Linked DNA regions of Columba livia: region 2 is linked to region 1. Evidence: chromatin contacts called from public Hi-C data. All regions are on one chromosome and are shown on one strand. The core of a region is the stretch at or near the end of the contact, and the rest is flanking DNA. Distances in the headings are between cores, read along the strand shown.

Evidence for each region. A called contact is a pair of places that touch in the nucleus more often than the background predicts.
Region 2: a Hi-C map of liver shows a contact between it and region 1, with 2.2 times the contacts expected there. The contact joins two enhancer-like sites. A contact is called at or near these places in 2 of 2 Hi-C or Micro-C datasets (crop and liver).

The regions. Positions count from the first base shown.
Region 1 is chr8:18,498,212-18,504,853 of bColLiv1.pat.W.v2, reverse strand. It overlaps DENND1B (DENN domain containing 1B), which reads left to right. Exons shown (of 22, transcript XM_065072352.1): 20 at 5,796-5,875. Among named protein-coding and RNA genes, the nearest start is that of CRB1, 130 kb to the right of the region's middle. Within about 2 kb of position 3,048, at least 2 of the 3 cell types and tissues checked have an H3K27ac peak away from gene starts, as active enhancers do.
Region 2 is chr8:18,695,833-18,701,968 of bColLiv1.pat.W.v2, reverse strand. LHX9 (LIM homeobox 9) reads right to left here. Exons shown (of 6, transcript XM_065072360.1): 2 at 4,413-4,531; 3 at 2,493-2,695; 4 at 1,311-1,666. The coding sequence starts at 4,529. Among named protein-coding and RNA genes, the nearest start is that of LHX9, 7.2 kb to the right of the region's middle. Within about 2 kb of position 1,753, at least 2 of the 3 cell types and tissues checked have an H3K27ac peak away from gene starts, as active enhancers do.

The DNA of each region.
Region 1 (6,642 bases), core at 1,799-4,298:
TGAGTCTGATTCTTAAAATCATCCACAAAAAAAACTCCATAAAGAATACTTGTTTCTTAAAGAGCTGCTCACTTTAATTGCTGCAAGTAGCACTGAAAATCTCCACATCCTGTTTTAAAAGACACTTCTGCTTGTTGCCAATTAGAGGGAAGCCCGGCTGCTTTTGGATGGCGTGTTCTTTGCAGCTTGGATGATGTGTGGCGTGGTGCCACAGTTTGTCAGCTGAAAATGGCCATTTTTGCTATGAATAGCATGTGTGCCATGGAGAAGGGCGGGCGAGATCCGGCTGTGTGGAGATGGTCTCTGCCCGTGGGCAGCGTGGGGGCCGGCTCTGCTGCGGCGGGGCAGGAGGTGGTACAGGCTTCCTGAGGGAAAAACCGTCTGTGATTCTTCAGAGAAAACGGAAATTTTTTTGCTGTTTTGGGGAAAAACACAACTATTTCTGAAAAATATTTGCAGAAGTGTGATTAATCCTTAAAAATCGAAAGCAGTGTTACAGAATTCTCAAGTATTAGCTGTGTTCAGGAGTGCGGCATACTTAAAGGTGGGAAGCTTAGAGTTTGTTAATTTTTCACCACACTAATTCAGAACATAATTATAATGTGCTATAAGTGACTAAGTATCTCAACAAATATCATCCTTACTTACAGTAAATCCTACCTCAGCATGGATATTAATGTTCCCTTTAACTTTGCAGAAGTCAGTGGAGATTTCTTGTTGCGTTACAGCTTATGTGTCAGCTCAGAGTGTTGTGCCCATACTCTTCTGTACGCATTTCTGGTTGTTTGTGTCTCTAAACAGATTTTTGGGTATTTCCTGCTCTTGCATGCATTTTATTGTCACAGAAAAGGATTTCTTTCTGTGACTACAAACCTGCCTTTTTGTGGATCTCTGTTTCCCCATCATTTTAATTAAGAGTATCTCAGAATTTATGATAGTTTCGTCTCATGGCGTACAGCCATGGATGTTTCCAACCACTTCATGTTCTTTCAAATGTATCATCTATATGTCTAAATTTGTTAAAGCAGATACGCTTTCTATCCAAGGAAGGATGAAGGGTGTTTTTATTTAATCTTAATAGCATTTAAATTATCTTAGTCATGTGTTATAATAATAATTTAAAAAAATTAAAAGCAAATGTGGCATATTAGATAATATCTATTTTATCCAGGACAACTTTTCTGATATCAGAGCATTATTTTTGTGAGGCATCATTAACTTGTGTTGCTTTCTGTGAGTAAAATCACACAACTAATTTTTCGAAGGGATCATTTCCAGAAATTAATCCAGAATTATTGCTTGCATCTATCCTGATCTGGTGTCCATGTAGCTAATTGGTATCTCTATCTAGTACTCCTTTAAGCTTGTGGTGGGTTGTACCATGTCCCAGAAAAAAAAAAGGACATTGAAGAACAGAAAGTTAAGAAACTGCCTTTTTTTAATCTTTGTACTTTCCCTCTTCCTCCATCAGTCTCAGCTCTTCTGGAGTCTAATATGAAGTATTTTTCCTGTGATTCCATTTTCCATTGCTTTAGGTTGCAGTCTTTAACTGGAAAGGAACGCAACAGGTTGTGCTTAACTAGAAAGTTTGATTGAGAGATCTTGTACTTCCCTACTGGAGGTAAAGCTACATTTACATCTGTGATTGGGTTGTAGAGGAGAATAGGTAAAATAAAATACTGTATCATAAATAATATCAGACTTGTATTTATTTTGCTTTCTCCTACTGATTGAATAATCTTCAATTTTTTAAGAAAAAGGAAACAATACTTCATAGATTTAAACCATAGTAGGTATTTTTCCTTTCCCGAAACTTTATATGTGTTGATGTATTGAGTAGCTGGTAAATGTGAAATTATGTATGTACTGCCATTTATCAAAATATTATTTGTTTCTCACTTTGAGGACAATTAATAGCAGCAGCTGTGTTAAACTTCCTGCCTTAGTATCGATCACTAAACACTCATTCCGGAAATGGTGCTTCTGAAAGGTCTAGCATTAAATAAAAGGCTGACATTTCAAAGATTGACTTTCATGCCCAATCAAGAATGTAACCATCTTACATTTAAATCCCTTAGCATTCATGTATTTTGGCTACATTTTCATGCCAAAGCAGTACATTTTGTGTGGCTACCAGCAAGCAGAAGAGAAAAGTTTGAGGACTTATTATCACTTTGTTCAGTTCTACCCCAGTTTATACAGTCAGAACCTTTTTCTGGTTTCAGTGAACAGCATTTACCGCAGCTGCATAGGTAGCAGAGCATTTCATTTGCCAGCCTGGACACCTTCCTGTGTAACCTCATCTAGGTGTTCCTGCTCCGGCAGGGAGATTGGACAAGATGATCTTTCGAGATCCCTTCCAGTCCCTGACATTCTGTGATTCTGTGATTCCATGATTTGGCAGCATGAGATTTTGAAATGGGATGAAAACCAAAGAGGATGCATATGATGTATACAAAAAGGATGTATATCCTTTTTGGTCCAGCCGCAGTTGTTCCTTTGCTGTACTTTACGCACAGGCTTGATGGTTCAACAGTAGCTTGTGGAGAGTGAGAGATCGTTGTGCTTAAGTGTGTTGAACCTCTTATGTTCTGAGCAGGATGGGAGATGGATTCTTGAGATGCAGTGTGCCTGATGGTGAGAAAAATGTGAAATAGCAAAAGAATCCTTCTTCATGTTTTGGTATGAAGTAGATATGTGAAATAATAGATTAATTATGTGAGCAGAACTAGTTGGAAGAAGCAAAACAAACAATTGAGTAATTTAAGTTTGTTGCTTCATTTTATAGAAAAAAACATGACAGCAGTCTATTAAGACTTTATAAAGTTCTGGTGCAGCAAGAAAGGAGTGTTACCATACCATTTCTTGCAGCAATAAATTTAAATGGTCTGGTTGTTATTAGAATGCTGATCAGGAAGGAAACAGAAGTCTGTCCTTTTTTCATAAAAAGGTTACACACTTCAAAATGCAGAAAAGACAGAAATTAAAAGCTTAAATAACTGCAAACAGCAGGGTACGTCAGTAATGGAAGGACTTCTTAAATGACTTTGACAGCTTGTGCAGGTGCACATACTATGTCACTTTGCCTAGTGGAGCATTGAAAACGATTTATGGTTCTCCTTTTGGAATTTATTAAGAGTTTCTTTCTTTCTTTTTCTTTCTTTGCAAAGTAGTCTGGGCATACCCCTCCCTTGCAGTCGTTTTTATTACAGCTCCTAGAGGAAAGTCACCTATTCAAAAACATGTGTTGCTTGTTGTCTCCGTGGCAAGCTCACAGAGCTGTAAACTCTGGAGAATGTTGTTATTTACAGCCAGATACTTTCCTTCCCCTTTTGCTTTTTTTGTCTTTGGATGTAAATCCCGTTTTGGTTGATTTAGTTCTTGAAAGTCTTCCTGTATAATTTTGTAGCCCTAAGCATTTAAATTGGTAACAAAAATATTATTTCAAAAAGAGATTCTGACCATCAGGAACTAGTAAGTTTTGGGTTTTGGGGGAGTTTGTCAACACATGTTCTGTTATATTCTGTTAGATGGTGTTATTCTTGCTTTCTCTAACACCCTTGCATAACACTGTTTGTAGATGCTCTGAGGGGCCACTGCTGTGCCTGTGGTGTTCGCTGATTCTAATTAATTTTATTCAGTTCCTACTTCTCATGCACAACCTTTCTATTCTTCCTTTTCCTTTTTTCGTTTCACTTTTTTCCCTTTTTTTATTTTCTTTTCTTTGTTTCTTGATTTTCTTTTTTTGATACTTGCCATCTTTGCTCTTTGAAACATTATTTATTATTTCGACAAATCAGTGAGTGTTACCTTGTGGGATTTTATTCCGTTGACAGTTGATCTGTTTACAGGCAAGGTAGTGTTGCATTTGGGTTTGTTATCTGAAACTTCTGAGCATTTTGAAAGAATCTACTTTCCTGCAAAATTTTGTCTTTACATTAGTCGTAGTAAATGTGATGGCAGCATCTAATTCTGATGCAAATTTGAAGAAAGTGAGACAGAGACAGGGTTTTGCTCTCCAAGAGTCAGTTCCAGGGGTAGAGCTTTAATTATAATACAGTGAATGTTGTGGCAGAATTTTCTTGGGGAAGTAGTGAATTCTGGTGTTATAGAAACCAAGTATTTTAATTGTCCTAGTGAAGATAAATACTTAAAGCAGCAGCAGTGACTGTAGTTGTGGCAGTAATCAGTAAGATAACCAATTAACAATATCAGTTAAGACAGAGTCATTAACTTCCCTTCAGTTACAAGCAGGGATATTACAACACTGATGGGAATGACACAAAGAACTTACAAAACCAGTAAGAGTTAGAAAAATCAATTGTTTGTCTCTCATGTGCTTATTGTGAAGCTTAGTTTGGGTTCTTTCAGAGTTTTTAACAGTCTAATAATTCTTTTGTTTTCTATCAACTGTTAACTTGGATTAACACATTAAGAACCACATGTTTCCTCTTTGTGGAAGAAGAACTATAGAAAGTATTATCAAAACTTGCTGCTTTAATTTGATTGTCTCTTGTTGAACAAGAACAAATCTATCAGACTATAAAGAGTGAACATTGAGACATTCCTGACAATAATGGGGGGAAAAAGTTACAGAGAGTATCCTGGTATGTGTAGAACAGTGACAACATCTGTAATAGGTGATGTACTGAAATCCTCATGTCACAAGTTTTCCAAGCTCCTTGTAGTCTGAAAGTCAGGCCATATTTCTTCTCCACCAGGGGAAGGTTGTTGTATGTTTAGGCGTTTGGTGAACTGCATGATGAGATGGGGACAGTAGCACTTCCTTTTGCTTGCATATGATTTTCTTTAAAGTTAGCTAACGCTGTTTTCCCTTTGCACAAATTCTATCCATATGTCTTTAAATTTTGGCCAGTTTTCCAAGGGTCAGAATCTCTTCAGTGGATTGATTGCCTTTATAGTTCATCTTTGCAGGTTTTTGATGTGAAACAAGTGTAAGAGATGCACAGGCCTTAAGAAAGTCATTTGTGAAACACAAGTGACTAAAATTCCTGACTTAAATGTTCTGGTCAAGATAGAGATGTTTTTTCAAGTATTGTAGAAGTCTTTAGCCTGTTCTGTTTGCTAAATAATAAGGTGATATAACAGGTTACTGAATACGCAGTATGGTAGAGTGTGAATTTACAGCTGCTCTACACAAGTTCCCCATGGGATGCTCTGAGTATATGCTAACTGTGAGTTAACTGTAATGTACACTAAATTATCCTGCAGAAAGGCGTTCTTAGTGCACACTTTTTGAGCTGTTGTACTACTTACTCTGCGTTTCTGTTTAACACCCTAACATCAATATAGTTATGTAAAGAGATTCCTGACTTTATTTGTGTTTGCTACTTCAGTAGTCCGTTTTTCTTCATGCACAGTAGACTACATCAACCAAAACTAGACAGATATTTCTGAAAGTAATAACCCACAGTGTTTTTGTGATATACTTGTAAGAAGGTGTAGGCAGTAGACTTGAGTGATGCTTTTCCTCCAATAGCCAGTCTTCTGCTAATCAAGGCTTTGTATAAATAATAAGGAAGTCCAGGCTTTGCATAAATAATAAGGCTCTCCATAGGCCGTGAAGATAAAATTGTTTTTTTGCTCTGTAATTGGTGATGCTTGAGGACTTCATGTCCTCTTATAACAACCTTTAGAAGACTTATCAATATGTGTTTTCCCTCATCAAGTGCTCAGGAAGTCTTAGTGAGTAAAGTGCAGCTAGTCTCCAAATAAGTAATGCTGAAATAGAAAAAAATAGACAAAAATAATAATGTTACTTTTCTATCTTCCAGACTCGTTTCAACCAGCATCTCAGTAACCAGGATTTTGCTTTGGATGAAGACGATGATGATGAAATGGAGAGAACAAGCAAGTAAGAAGCCTGTTGGGACATGTTTATGGAGAAAGTATCGGAGAAAGTTTAACTGGTGTTATTTGGCAAAGTGGACTTCAAGAGACTAATTTTTCTCCTGTCCGGGCTGCTACCTTGATTCTTGATCTGCATGATGTTAAGCAGTTTAGGATTAAATCTGCTTATAAAAAGAGGGACAGACTATTATATCCTTTTATTATTTATAGTGCAAATAAGAGCTTGGCATAATCCTCAGTTTTCACAGACTCAAAATAAAAAGCTGTGAAATAATGTTCATAAACATGGTGGGCAGTGACCTCAGCTAATCTATTCTTTAAGTCTTGTGGTCATGATGATGGCAAGTTTTCTGAAGGGTCTGAAAGAGAATTATTGCCTTATTAGTGTTATATCAAGGTCTTCCTATGTGTGAATTGAAGGCAAATCATAAGTTGAGGCTTAAGCTGCACTGAGGCATTCTCTAATTGAATTCAGGAGATTTTTGATAATGAATATATGGATATGAACCAGGAAAGACCTTGAAAGCAAAGTCAAGCAGCTTAAGCTATGATGCAGTAGGGAAGAAGGAGCTACTGTAATGTTTAAACAATATTAACATTATCAAAACAGTGAGCCATGGAAATAACCTTTTGTAGTAGCATTCTGGATAGACAGATAGGGAAAGACTGCAGTAGCATGGGGGTCAGAGATAAGGGTGTTGCAATGAATGAAAGAGAAAATAAGAGGCAAAAGCACCAGTTCTCCTTGCAGATAGGCAGTACTCCAGTAAA
Region 2 (6,136 bases), core at 504-3,003, 200 kb before region 1:
TTGGAAACCGTTCCGTAGCCAGGGATTCCAATGTCATCTTCAATTAACAAGGAACAATTAGCGCAGTGATTACCCTGGCTCCAAGATCTACGCATCAGAGGAGATGAAATAGCCTCGCACAGCTCCCCGGTTCCCAGCGAGAGCCCGTTTCCCAAGCAGCCCCGGAGGAGGTGCCGGGGGGGATGAAGGGGTTTGCGGGGGCGGGGGAGGATCGCTTGTGAATCGCGGTGTCGGGGGGTTGAACTTGGGGTGGGGGAAAGAGAGTTCCGGGCCGAAATCTGTGCACTTTCATCGACCCGCGTCTGTTGGAAGGGGAGGCCCTGACCCCTCTCCCGGCTCCCCGGCGGGACGAGCACTGGCAGCTCCGCCCGGAGCCCCCTGCTGCCTGCCAGGCCGGAACGGCTCCCCGCTTCACGGGGAAACACCTTGCACCGCTCCTGCTTCCCACACCCTTCTTTCCTCCTGGCCGTCCACGCTAAAATAACTTTTAGAGTCGGTAACTTTTAATTCGGGTTTAGCCTGCTTCCGTCTTCCTTCTAATGAAATGCCACCTGAACTGCTTGACCGTACCTGAACGTCCCTTACCTCTGGCCCCTAACATTGTAATTTTAGGCATGCTTTGGGTACTTAAGTGACTGGACTTAGGGGAAGAAATTTAATAGAGAGTAACACTTGTTCCTTTCCTGCTGTTGAGAGAGCAGAAACCATTATCCTGAATTACATTTGATAGGGTTTAGTTACAGAGAACAACATTTATTCGTTGACCTCTTGTACAGTTTGGTCGTTTATATGCCAGTAAACCAGGATTATTTAGCCTAAAGTATTAATTACTACAAATTAAATAGCTATATCGAGTTATGTGGATACTGCATTAGCATTGTAGGAGCCATATACTATAATTTTTATTCTTTTTTTTTTTCCTGATCTGTTTGGGTACTTCTAATTTGAAGTCTAACTGGTGAATTGCTTTTTGCTAATAAAACACAAATAATGATAACAGTATCTCTGAGATTACTATAGAGAAAGAACACTATGGTTTTGGAGTTGGGTGGTTTTTTGGTTTTTTTTTGGTCTTTATCCTGGGAAGTGACTAAGTTTGGGTGTTTGACATTAATAGGCAAAGACAGCCTTTGAGGAAGGCTGCTGTTAGCTTTCCTGCAAACGCTCCAGCCCTCAGAGCGCTGTTTGTTTGATTTTCCAATGGTTAAGCAAGATTTGGCCTGGCTGAGCTATGCACTGCCTAGCTGAGGGGCAGCCCGAGAACGCTCTTTTCGGAGGAGCGGGTAGGAGGTTCAGCGTGTGTTTCCCACCTGAGTTGTAGTTGACGATGTCCACTCCCAAGGCAGGGCTTTTTCTTTTCCTAGGCCTCCCCTTCTGCACGGTGCCAGTGCCGTTGAAGTAAGGCAGGGCCAGCCCTCCGCTCTTGGCAGCCAGCTCGGTGTAGCTCAGCTGAGGGGGATATTCTCCTTGCAAAAGGGACTCGAAGTGGGCCCTGCAGTACACCAGGTTGTCCTTCATGCCAAAGTGATCGCCCGTGGTCAGAGTCTTGTTGCAGGTGGTGCAGGTGAAGCAGCTCAGGTGATAAACCGACTCCCTGGCTCTCATGACCATTTCAGAGGCTGAGATCCCAAGGTGGCAGCGGGCACATCTCTGCACGGAGAACCTTCTGAAGGAAACAGGAAAGTGGGCATCAACTAGAAAAGTAAAGGAAGACCTTACCCCAGTGCCGCCCACCTCCTCTCCCCACCAGGGTCGTGCCCTTCCCGGCCCTAGGACGGCCCTTCTTGCCGGCGGTGGCCCCCGGCCCGCCGAGCGTCGGTGCTCCGGCTTGTCGGGAACACCACCGGGGATCCAGCACCACGGCCCCGCGATAAACGCCTTTCACTGTCTGCCAGGCTGACCTGTTAGCTTAGGTCTTCTGCAAAAGCCCTCCCGCTGCTGCTGAGCATAAAGAACTGCGGACCGGGGGTCAATCAGTCCTCGCTCTCTTGCCATTCGTGTACAGGCGAGAAGGGCCGCGGGGAGCTGAACGCCGGGAAAGCCGATACGCACGGACCGAGTGCCCGGGCCCGGCCGCCTGGCACCGCGGGGCTGGGCAGGGGCGGTGGGCTCCGCCGCGGCTCCCGCCCCTCCCGCCGCGCCAGCCCCGGGGCCCGGCCCGCGGAAACACCGGCAAGCTACGGGCAGAGGTAAACTTTGTCAGGTCTTAACGCTGGTATTTACGGAGGGAAACCGCAGAGCAGCGGGAGACACGAGGTCTTCTCCTTCGCCTGTTTGTGTTCCACCACACATATTCAATCGGCGTGTCCCCTTGTCGATCCCCTCGGTTTTTAAACGTTCGAGACTTTTCGGAGGGGACACGTTTACAGGATTAAGGAATCTCTGACTGCGAAAAACTACCTTTGAAAGCCTATGTGGAGAATAGACCGTTTCAGTTCATAATGCCTTGTAAGGGGGTGTGCTTTTGAACCCATAGGGACAGATTGCTGTACCTGTAGTAATCCTCCTTGCAGTAAATACTGCCGTCCTTGGCAAAGCAGGTGAGTTCTGACTCCAAAGCCAGTTTACATTCACAGCATTTAAGACACCTGAGGTGCCATTGTTTGTCAACTGCCAGCAGGTAATATCTGTCTGAGATCTTCCCTCCACAACCAGCACACAAAGCAGGCTTCTCGGGGCTCATTGGGGGCATGTTCTGCAAAACAACCACACCACAAGGGGATGAGAGAGGGAGAGAAAGACAGGCAGGCAGGCAGGCAGGCCGGGCTGGGGACGGGGGACTGCGCAGGGCCCGGAGCTTGCACAAAGAGACGGCTCCCTGGGACCAAACTTCTGCTCCCGGCGGGAAGTTTGAGGGGCAACGGGGACCATTCCCGCTAGGAAAGTATTTACCGCCATTCAGCTTTCGTGTTTAGCCCATTAAAGCTCTCCTAACGATCTAATGTTATTTAAATAGGTGAATGCAACTGATTAGGCCTCAGTGAGTAAAGCGGAGCCCATTCTTTTCTGAGGTCCCGAAGCTGAAGTCTGGAGCTTCCCCGTTACTTTGGCGGTTTAATCTTAGAGCACTCCACAAGAAAGGCATTTTGAAGTGGGAAAATACCTTTTTGCTGCACCAAAAGTTTATGACGGAGAGTGCAGGCTTGCACCGATTTTCCGGTGAATTTTCACCCGTGCTTAAAACAGCCCAAACCCCATCTCTAAAGAAAACCAGGCCATTTAAAACAGAAGTAAGAGAAAGGAGACAGGTGAATGGTGTAAAAAGCAGTGAACACGAACGGTCACCACCCTTGCCAGGGCTGTGGACAGAAAGGTGGCACAGGCTGGTTTCAGCTAAAACTCGCATCTTTTCAGCAGCAAACTTCTGCAAGTTCCCACTAATCTTCTCCCCACGAGGAGTGTCGCTCGGGACAAAGGGCGATGGAGGGACGGCGGAGACAAAAGCTCTGCCCCGAAACTTGGGGCAGCGTTTGCCGATAAACTAGCCGGGGAAAAAAAATCCCGAACGTTTTGTCCTAAAGCCGTAACTGTTTTAAAGTGGCAGCTTCGCATTCACTTTCCAATCTGAAGTTGTGTTTCTCGCCCCCTTTTTTGCAGAAGTTGAAAAGGCGAGTTGAATTTACATTGCAAATCCTCATATAACAAAGCGTGAGTTTATTTAGGAGAAGGGGGGAAGGACCCTATGGCTCAAAGCCTTAAAGCAGTTTTCCAGGCCGTTACTTTGTGTGCAGAGCCTTGTGCGCGATCGGCGGAAGCCCTAGAAGTTGGAGAAAGGGAGATCTCGCTTCGCACAAAACACAGCGTGACACTCGGTTTCTCCGCCATCCGTTAGCACATTTACGAAGATTTTGGTCCTTTGACTAAGAAAAAAAGAGATACTACTGCTAAGCCAAGTAGTCGGAGGGCATAACATTAAGAGAGAGCGGTGCCTCTTTGTATCATTCTCACACTTCAGACCAAAAATGGTTACGAAAAGTAAGCGGTCGCGGTTTGCGGTTTAATTTAGGAGGTGCCAGGAGTGCAAAAAAGTAAATTACACCTCAGAAACTTCAGCTGCAGCCCTGCTCTGACGGGGCAGAACGGCCGCAGCGAGCCAAGCAGGGGCGAAGGGCTGCTTTGCTGTGAGGACTGAAAAACTGGCCCTGTTACCATTTAAAATATTTCCCCCCGTCACTCCAGAGAGCACACGCAACGACATGGATTAGACAAATGTATATCTGAGCCTGACCAGCAGAGCACCCAGCCTTACGGGTGGCTTTACAGGGAGCCTCGGAAGGGTTTCTACAAGCAAGGGGTGGCAGGGAAGGGGCAGGGGCAAGCAGCGTCTTTCTCCTCCCCAAAGCCAGGGTCTGTCCGCTGTGGGTCCATGCTTGCAGGGATTCCCTTTCAAAGAGTGCCAGCTCCTCTCTTACCGTTTCTCGGCCGTTCATCTGTCCCCCTTTGGCCAGGCGGGACTCGGTCTTGGATCGCCTCTCCATCTCCTCCATGATTCCTTGGATATGGCCTCCGGAGATCCCGTGGAAAAGCATGGCTGGGGGACGGAAAGGACAAGTATTTTCTTCTGCTCTGCACCCCACTATTTCCATATACAGACCCCAGAGTCTTTAGATCATCCAAAATGTTTACACCGAGGCGCACAGCGCAGGGAGAGAGGTTGCAATAGGAGCTTCTCTTTGCACAAGCACCGAGGGCTTCCTGAAGATGTGCAGAAAACAAACAAGGGGGAGAAAATATAGTAATAATTAATTTAAAAAATAAAATAATAAAAGCGAGCTAAAGGATCTGTTACTGTTCTGGAGAGCTGGGGCTCCTGACTGGAGAGACTTGGACCTGGGGCAGTAGAATCGTTCGGGAAAGGATATAGTTTTGAATACAAAGAAACCAAAAGAAGCGCTATTTTCAGCAGTCCCTGGTTGCTTTAAAGTTCCCAGTGCCTGTAGGTTGGATTTGGGACTGCTGCTTTCCGGAGCTCTGTCCAATTTGTTAAGAGACTAAAGCCAGCCCATTTTTGATAATTTAGTAGGAGGAGTCCTCTCCCTTGAGCTGCCACTGATTTTTATTCAGACAACAAAGACCTGTCATACTCCTCTCAACCCCTAGTGATGGGCAAGCAGTGACAAACATTACGGTCGGGGATGTGGGGTGGGGTTTATTACCTCCCCCAAACACGGAGTCCCGGGAGTTGGCTGCGACGGCGCCTGGCGAGGGGCAGGGTGGCCCGGGGGCCCCACTCCCCTCGGGGCCACGCCGCGGGCAGCTCCGTTCCGCAGCCCCTCGGGCTGGCACCGCTGCTCCCCGCTCCGGCGCGGGAAGGGTGGAGGAAAGAGAAGCACCGTTGTGGGGCAGCCGAGGCGGGACGAAGCGGCCAGACGAAGCGGCCCCGCGCCCCGGGGCCGGGCGGCCGTGGAGGGGGTGATTAGGAGGGACGGCGGGCGGGCCCTTCGGTGGCAGGAGGGCACGGCGTCCCCCGCCCAGGTCCCGGGCGGATCTAACGCTTACTGGGGCTGTACCCGCCCTGGTGCCGCCGGGGAGCAGCAGCCCCACGGGACCCCCGCCCGGGCCCTCCGCGGGCAGCCGGCTGGGCCAGCCCCGGCCGCCGACGGGGAGGGCGGGCGCGGAGCGGTCCGGGGACGCCCCTGCGGGGCTCTCTCCCCTCGCTTGCTCCCCGGCTGCGGGCTGCGAGCGATCTTTGTGTGCTGGGCGATGCATTCCTTCCCGGCCAATCTCTCCCTCTCTGCTCCGCCTCTCCTCCTTTTCCCTTTTTCCTACTTACTTTTCACACCACTCTTCCTTGCCTTTCCCTGGAACAGCTGCCGGCTGTTTCCTGACACCTCAATCCCCCCTGAAGGATCTTCCTGGCGGCAGTTCTGCGCTCCCCGCTCCCTGGGGGACGCTCCACACCAAACCCGAGCTCGACTAGTGAAAGAAGTACCCCAGCCCCCACTTCCTTTCCAAAGCATCCCAGAGACATCCTCAGGGGCTCTTCGAGTCACCTCTTCCATGTAACCCAAGATTCAGGCAGCCAGTTTCCTCCCTTCTCTTTCCCCCTAAGTAGCTAAAATTAATGTTATTTGCAGATTGAATGTTGCTACATTCCTACGAGTGCCAGAATACAGCTCATAAAACACAATTTCAC